Regions from separate parts of the Mus musculus genome. Here region 2 is linked to region 1. A link is a contact called in public promoter capture Hi-C data. All regions are on one chromosome and are shown on one strand. Each heading gives the region's core, a stretch centred on a gene start, on an enhancer-like site or on the middle of the called end of the contact. The rest is flanking DNA. Distances are from core to core; before and after follow the strand shown. Region 1 holds the start of Rsph14 (radial spoke head homolog 14 (Chlamydomonas)). Region 2 overlaps Bcr (BCR activator of RhoGEF and GTPase).

What was found. Promoter capture Hi-C pulls out the DNA fragments that hold promoters and counts their contacts.
Region 2: a contact with region 1 is called in a promoter capture Hi-C map of liver. The contact joins the enhancer-like site here to the promoter of Rsph14 in region 1. A contact is called at or near these places in 4 of 39 promoter capture datasets (the C10 cell line, embryonic stem cells, liver and 1 more), 1 of 484 Hi-C or Micro-C datasets (Sertoli cells), 2 of 115 datasets of contacts at active chromatin or transcription factors (hepatocytes and pancreatic cancer cells) and 4 of 9 other capture datasets (adipose tissue, embryonic stem cells, liver and 1 more).

What each region holds. Positions count from the first base shown.
Region 1 is chr10:75,030,507-75,034,324 of GRCm38.p6, forward strand. It overlaps Rsph14 (radial spoke head homolog 14 (Chlamydomonas)), which reads right to left and starts at 2,047. Exons shown (of 7, transcript NM_001163535.1): 1 at 1,998-2,047; 2 at 608-852. The coding sequence starts at 806. It overlaps Gm40692 (a long non-coding RNA gene), which reads left to right. Exons shown (of 4, transcript XR_003948909.1): 3 at 203-327; 4 at 3,807-3,818.
Region 2 is chr10:75,119,179-75,122,996 of GRCm38.p6, forward strand. The region is part of intron 1 of Bcr (BCR activator of RhoGEF and GTPase); the gene reads left to right. Among named protein-coding and RNA genes, the nearest start is that of Bcr, 60 kb to the left of the region's middle. Within about 2 kb of position 1,968, at least 146 of the 459 cell types and tissues checked have an H3K27ac peak or open chromatin away from gene starts, as enhancers often do. A contact at or near this core is called in Sertoli cells, adipose tissue, hepatocytes and 3 more, where this site is marked.

The DNA of each region.
Region 1 (3,818 bases), core at 797-3,296:
GGGACCAGGTGCCCTCCTCGGATTCACAAGCACTTACCAACCTACAGACACATCCACATAATGAAAAAAAAAAGAAAGATACATTTCACAAACTAGTCACTGTGCCTTTGGATTGGCTAGATCTAGGGATGACAGATTTAGCATATAAAGATCCAGCTTAAATTTTTAAGGATTTACTTATATTATTTAAAATTATATCTAGGTGTGTGTGTGCAAGTGCACATGGAGGACAGAAGCCTCCGTTCTCTGGAGCTGGCGTTGCAGACGGTGTGTGCTCTCTGATGTCGGGTCTGGGATCTGAACTCAGGTCCTCTGGAAAAACAGCAGGTACTGTTGAGCACTGAGCCATCTCTCCAGCCCATCCTATTTAACGTATTGATTAAGCAACCTTAGATTCACACCCCTCCTGAACACTGAGTTTCAGACCTGTAAATTGAAAATGTGTCTTCTCTTGGGGGTAGCGCTGCACTTGGGGGCACGGCTGGCCTGAAATCCAGCTTAATAAGTAGCAGCTCTTACTCCTGATGCCATCTGATGTCTGAACTACATCAGCCCCTCCCTCCCCCCCCGCCCCCAGCCATGGTTACCGGGTGTGGGATGCTCTCACCTATGTTGATGGCCTCGTAGACATACTCAGGATCGTGCATGAGGTCACACAGAGCCACTAGGGCTTTCTGCCTTGTCAGGAGATCCCTTGACTGTAGCTCCTCATTAAGCTTGCTCAAGGCCCGGCAGCCATAAGCAATGGCGGCTTTTGTGGGGTCGATGTCAGGAGGCATATACATGGAGATGCGGGCATGAGCCATCTTTTCACACCTGCCAAAGGGCTTTGAAAATGAACCTCTGTAGAAACTGCTAATAAAAGAACAACAACAACAAACACACACAGAAGAAAAACTGTCATTATTACTATTATCAGGTAGAAGCTTATCCATCTCAGCCTCAAAACTGTCTGTGAAGACAAACAGGGTGGATACTTTCATCTGGATTTACTGATGAGCAAACAGGGGCTGACCAGATTTCTCAAGGTCACGGCACGGGTGTGGCCCAATGACAGAAGAAAATGCTTGGGATACTTGGTAGATTGGTTCCTTAGTCACAGTACCAAAGACGAGGGGGGGTTGCGGGGGGGGGGGGGATAGGCCAGCCAAGTAAAAACCAACATGTGTTCTCCTTTGATGCTCCTGCTTAGCTGGTGACAGCAATAATTTGTGACTGCCAGTTAGATAGATACTAAACTGCTTAAAAAGAGCTGTCCATGTAAGGAAATAGATTTTTGGCTAGGGAGTTGGTAAAGCTAGAAACTATCAAATAGATGCCCTGTTCCTTCCTGTTGGGGACATGCTTAGAACACTTTTGCAAGAAGGGTTAAAGAAGGATTTCTTGTCCCCCACACATACACTCTTTGAACAACCATAGGCAATGTGGCTTCAGGGTTAAGACTGGGATATAGTCCAGGTCCACGGGCTATCCTTGACAAGTCACTCCCTCTTCTATATGCATCATCTCTGCAGCTGAAGAGTTAGGTATTTCCTTTCTGCCCTTCCAGCACAGCCATATAACTGATACCCATGAGCCTGGCTGGACAGAACTTAGAATATATTGATTGTGGTTATTATCCTGATCACTATTGCAGAACCTGGCAGGACTCAAACTCTGAAGTTAAAAAACAACAACAACAACAACAACAACAACAAAAAAAAAAAAACCAACAAAAAAAAAAAAAAAAGAAAACAAAACAAAAAACCAAGGCAGGCCACCAGCCAAGACAAGGAGGAAAAGCCCCAGACTGGGAAGGTAACAGCCATCTCTAAAATGGGGTTCACTCCAGGGGATCTTAGTCTCTGGGACATGGGCTGCCCTCCTATAAATGGCACACACTACAGGAATCCTGCTACCAGCAGGAAAGGCGAGACCCAGGCTGTGAGGGCACCAGCCCCGTGTGAATGGAACTGGGTGGGTCAGGAAGCCCCCTATGCCCTGTGCCAGGCACCCACCTCACAGCTGCCTCACTTGCCTCAGTGCGTGAAGTCTCCTGGTGTCTGCCAGCCAGAGCGCTTGGCCCATTACCAGGCGACCTGGTTGCTAGGAGACTGCCAGCGTCTGCAGCTTCTCGGTCAATACTCTGGGGAGCCAAGGCGCAGGCGCAAAAAGACTAAGGCTAAGCCCAGTGAAGAAGGGAAAAACAACATAATTTTACAATGTTACTATGAAGAACAAAGACAAGTCTCCTTAGTGGTACAGATTTCCTGTGACCTTTGCATGCTTTGGGCCATCCGGGTGAAGGAGTAACTTTATACAGTTCAAGGCTAAGAATCTCAAGGAAATTCAGTTGCTCTCTCCGAGTCACGTAGACCTGACCCCAGAACTGCCCGGTCAGGGCCCATATTTCTGCAAGCTGATCCACCCAGTACATACTGGCTGAAGTGGTTTTCTAGGCCCCCAACACCACCTGCCTAACATCTCCTTTGGCTCCCCAAAGACTGTCTCCTCACCGAGTCTGGGTGGTGGTGCATGCCTTTATTACCGGCTACATGGGAGGTAGACACAGACAATATAGCAAGACCCCATTACACTCTCCATACACATAGGAGGGCCCCACCTAACCCCCCTCCCATATACATACAACATACCAAAACCCTGCCTAGTGTACTACACATGATATAGCAAGCCCTGACTAACTTCCCTAACATATACACATACGCCATATGGAGACTTTACATAAACCTGCATGTGCGCACATGCGTGCACGCGCACACACACACACCCTAAGACCTTGCACAAACTCAAACACACACAGAATGTAACAAGACATCTGTCTGACATCCCCCATAGACACAACTCAGTAAGAGCCGCCTAACCCCCTTAACATAGCAAGACCTTGCCTGTGTCTGTTTCATTTACTGCCTCTCTGTACCAAGCATATGCCAAGAAGCGTTTGATAAATGCAAAATGAATGACTTATGGGCTTGAGTTAAGAGTTACAATTTAAAAGCATTTTTTCTGCAATTCACACATTACCAAATGTATTAGTTACTCTTTCCTCGACGTGAGAGAATGCCTGGGAGAAGCAACTTACGTGAGAAAAGCTTTTAGTTTGGCTTGGAATTTCAGGAGGTCTGACCCACCGGTGCTTGGCAGACTATGGCAGTGGGAAAATATGAACTATGAACCAGGGATGGAGAGGAGAGGAGAGGAGAGGAGAGGAGAGGAGAGAGGATAGCTATTTCTAAGGACTTCCCCTCAGTGACTTGGCCCCTCCCACAGTCTGACGCTTCCACCATCGGGGGAGCAAGTATTCAAAGCATTGTAGTTTCCCTTGTTCTTAGTCGGGTCAAAGGTCACTAGGAGAGAGGTCACCCATTGGGCACATGAGACAGTTTTTTTGTTAGTATGACGAAAAACCAGACAAAAGGCAAATTGAGGGGAGAAGGATTTATTTCAGCTCACATATTGAGGGTATGGTCCATCATGGCAGCAAGGCAGGACAGCAGAAGTGACTCTGAGATCTGACACTTCACCTTCTGGTAACCCGATGGAACTAGGCGCAGGTAAAGGCGAACGCTGGGGCCCAACTGGTGCTCAACTTATATTCAGGGTAAGTACTTCTCAGTTAAAGCTCTCTGGAAACATCCTTACAGACACTCGCAGAGGTGTTCACCTGAGGGTAACTCTAAATCCTGCCAACAGTGATGCTCAAATATGGCAGACTGAATAATAGTTTCCCATCAGTTGGACCTTCCAGCAGTGTCGGCCCTATTTCCCATGCTGCACTGCTGGCGTTTCTCTTTCTCTTCCGGTCCCAGGTGCCGCGAGCG
Region 2 (3,818 bases), core at 718-3,217, 89 kb after region 1:
AAGCTTGCTGACCCTGCCATTTTTCGACCTGTTCCTTGGCTTTGGGCATCTGCTCACATCTCATAATACCATTACATTCTGAAACATCACTTGCACACACCCCCACCCTGTTCCCAGAACCCTCGCTCCAGATCAGCTCAAGCATGGCTGAAGTTGAGGGTCTAGCCCAGAGTATGACCAAACCTCTTGCTGTTCACCATTGACTAGAAGACCCGCCCTCATGGGTCTCCATTTTGAGTCTGAGCTGTGCCACACAGGGCAAGTGGCTCTTGGGGGCCAGCTGGTTAGAGTCCTGTTTCCATGGGCAGGCAGTAATTAGGAAGTGGTTCCTCGGTGCAGGTGTCTGAGTTCCACTCTGACTGGCTCTGACTGTATGCACTGGTCCACAAGGGCTGCGTAACAATGACTACAAACAGTGTGGTTCAGATAACAAGTTGTCTCATACCTCAGGAGACTAAATGGCTTCAGGGTGGGGCAGGTTGCCAGCAGAACCAACCACGTGATTAGAGAGTTGGAACTTTCAGTCCCACTCCTACCTCTGGGGAGAGGCAAGGGGCTGGAATTAAATCAATGTCAGTGGGCTGTGAGTCTATTATGATCCACAAAATAACTGAATGTCGGGGTTCAGAGAACTTCCAAGTTGTGAACATTCGGAGGGTCATGGAAGTCCTCCACCCCCACCCCCACCCCCATACAGACCTAGTACATATACCTTGTGTCCTTTATGGTAGTCAGGCAGTGGGGACAGCCCGAGACTTCACCTGATAGAAATCTGCAGAGACCTATACCAAGGTGAAGCCAAGGATTCTCAGCTGTGCAGCAGAAGAGAATTCAAAACAAAGTAATGTGAACCAGAACAGGAGTTTGTCTCTAAAAGGTTTTAACATAAAAGGACAGTTATACTCAGGTGTGCCTATGGGCTCGTTAGGATTTCTCCTTTGGCCTTGATTGTCTTAACAATAGCCATAGATATGATTGGAGTGATCAGACTTGAGAAGTGACGTTGCTCAAAAGGCTCCTAGAAACTTTCTCTAAGTCACAGGGTGATTTCTGAAGTACATAGAAAAGATTGTGGGCTTACATAATTTTAAAAAGTAAGTCAGAAGGGTCAAAGGAGTCCTTATTACTTGCATGTCACAAGGAAGTGAAAACACACTTTAGCAGCAAACAGTTTTCACCTCCTAATCCTTCCTAAACACTGACTGAGGACCTAGTATTCAAATATATGAGCCTGAGGAGGGCCTTTCTCTTTCAAACCACCGCAGGCGGGGGCTCGCCCATATTGTTGATACATTCAGTGGGTGGAAGATGTCCATCTTCCGACAGAATTGGCCTCTGAATTGTTTAGAGTCTTCAGCCAGCTAAATCTCAAGACAGAGCTATAAGTGCAGTTTATACGGTCAGCCTACACTCTTTAAGACCCTACAGTTCTTGTTCTTGTGTGTGTGTGTGTGTGTGTGTGTGTGTGTGTGGTTTTTCAAGACAGGGTTTCTCTGTATAGCCCTGGCTGTACTGGAACTCACTTTGTAGACCAGGCTGGCCTCGAACTCAGAAATCCACCTACCTTTGCTTCCCGAGTTCTGGGATTAAAGGCGTGCCCCACCATGCCAAGACCCTACGGTTCTTAACCTGTGGGTTGCAACTCTTTGGCAAACTTGTATCTCCAAAAAATATTTACACTATATTTTATAACAGTAACAAAATTAGAGTTACAAAGTAGCAACGAAAATCATTTTGTGGTTGGGAGTAGTTCATCACAACATAAGGAACTGTATTAAAGGGTCACAGGTTAGGAAGGTTGAGAACCACTGTTGTAAGGAAACAGCACTAGAATCCTCTGTCCCTCCTTTAGGGCAGCCAGGGCTACCTGGAGAGCCAAGGCCGCAGGCCATGAGCCTCAGGCCCCTCCTGATGAGCATTTTGCAACCTGTCTGGGTGGCAGTCCGGGCTCAGCCTGCCTCAGGGCTTTCAGTGTGGCCCACACTGATTATTCATGACCATGACCATGACCTCTCCCTGCCTAAGCAACTGGGGTTTTCCATGCTTGGGAACTAGCCTGGTGATGTCATCTTTGGGGTTGCTATGACTCCCTTGGCTATCAGTGCAGGAAGGACAGCTGCCAGCCTAACAGAGGAAGCAAGTAGAAAACCCACTGAAACCAGCAACATATCTCAGCGATTCAGTAGCCATTTGCCAATTGTGGTGACCTCGGGGATTGGCACCAGGTGGCTGGTTCTGTCGTCTATTTAGAATAGTTCTCTTGGCCTTCAGAAAACTGTTAGTTGTTTTTTTTGTTGTTGTTGTTGTTGTTTTAAAGACAGTGGCATGTATCTTAAACTGCATGCAAGCCTCCTGCTGTAAGCCCCCTGAGGAGTTACGATTATAGAATATGGCACTGTGCACCCAATTTATTTTTAATTGAGGTCAAGTTCATATAATACGAAAGTCACCATGTATGTATGTATGTATGTATGTGTGTGTGTGTATTTCTTTTCTTACACTGTTTCCCAGGTTACCTTCAATCTCAATGTGTAGCCCAGACTAGTCTTAAATCTGTGAAACATCTGAGCAAACAACTTTCTATTTCTAGTCTTGGTCATGTAGGTAATAGAATTGCTGGATCAGCGCAAAATTGGGGGTGGGGGCCATCTTCTCTTTGGTTGGAATGTGCTTGCTAAATGACAGACTAAGCACTTAGAGGTTAAGCCTTTGGCATGCTGAGCTGTTATCTCTAGCCCCCTTTTCACCTTTCATTGTGGGATAACGTCTCACTAAGCTGCCCAGACTGGCCTTGAAGTCACCTCAAAGCTCAGGCATGCCTTGAGCTTATAATTACCCTGCCTTAGCCTCCTCAGCACTGGACCAAAAGGCCTATTCCAACAGTCTCTGCTACTGTGCATGTATGTATGCACATGTGTGTATGTATGCACCATGGGTCATGCACACACTAGGCGGGCTTTCTGTCCCAGCCCATTGATTACAATTGTATACTATGTTAGCATTCATATTTCATGTAAGTGGGCTTCCTCCCATTAAAAGCAGGACTCAGTCACCCTTCTAATTGAGTCTCAGTCACGATTTCCAACTTTCTACTTCCTTCCAGTTTGTTTGATATCTATCTTATATACCTTCAGTGACCACTTCCCTTGCGTGGTTACAGAACAGGTAGATCTACCTACATCTGCCGTCTAACCCCACACATCACAGAGACGGCAAAGATATGCCTCCATGACACCCCAGAACTAGGGCCTGCCTGCTTTAAGCCTACCAATTTAAACTCCGTTAGGAACATGTTTGGCTAACACCCAGGGCCAATAGGGTTTAGGCTCATACATTTTTATGCCCTCGTTCTCCTTCCTGCTTTCTCCCCGTGCTCCCTGCCCTCCTCCTCCTTCCTGCTCTCTCTCCGTGCTCCCTGACCTCCCTGTGTGTGGATCTCAGGAACGCTGTGTATACCCCCAGGACCTGTCAGATGTCACCACTCATGGGTGAAGCATCTATCTCCATCTTAAAGTTCTTAGATTGTAATGGTCATAGGTGGACTTGAATGTAGTCAAGCTTCAGAATTCTGTTTCCTATCTGCTAAAAATGGCAGACTGGAAGTCCATGTCCACCAAAGTGTCGGCGTGCATCCATAGAATGTGTAAAAGATTACAACACCATGAAGAGCTGGGGGAAGTACCTAGCAAACGGTATTTTTCACCCTGCTTCTTGCAAGAGCTGAGGCTCTTGTTAGGAAATTGAGCTCCTGGTAATGCCTGCCACCTGTACCGTGCCAGGTACTGCTCCAAAATAAAGGAAGGCTCCTGTAGATGGCC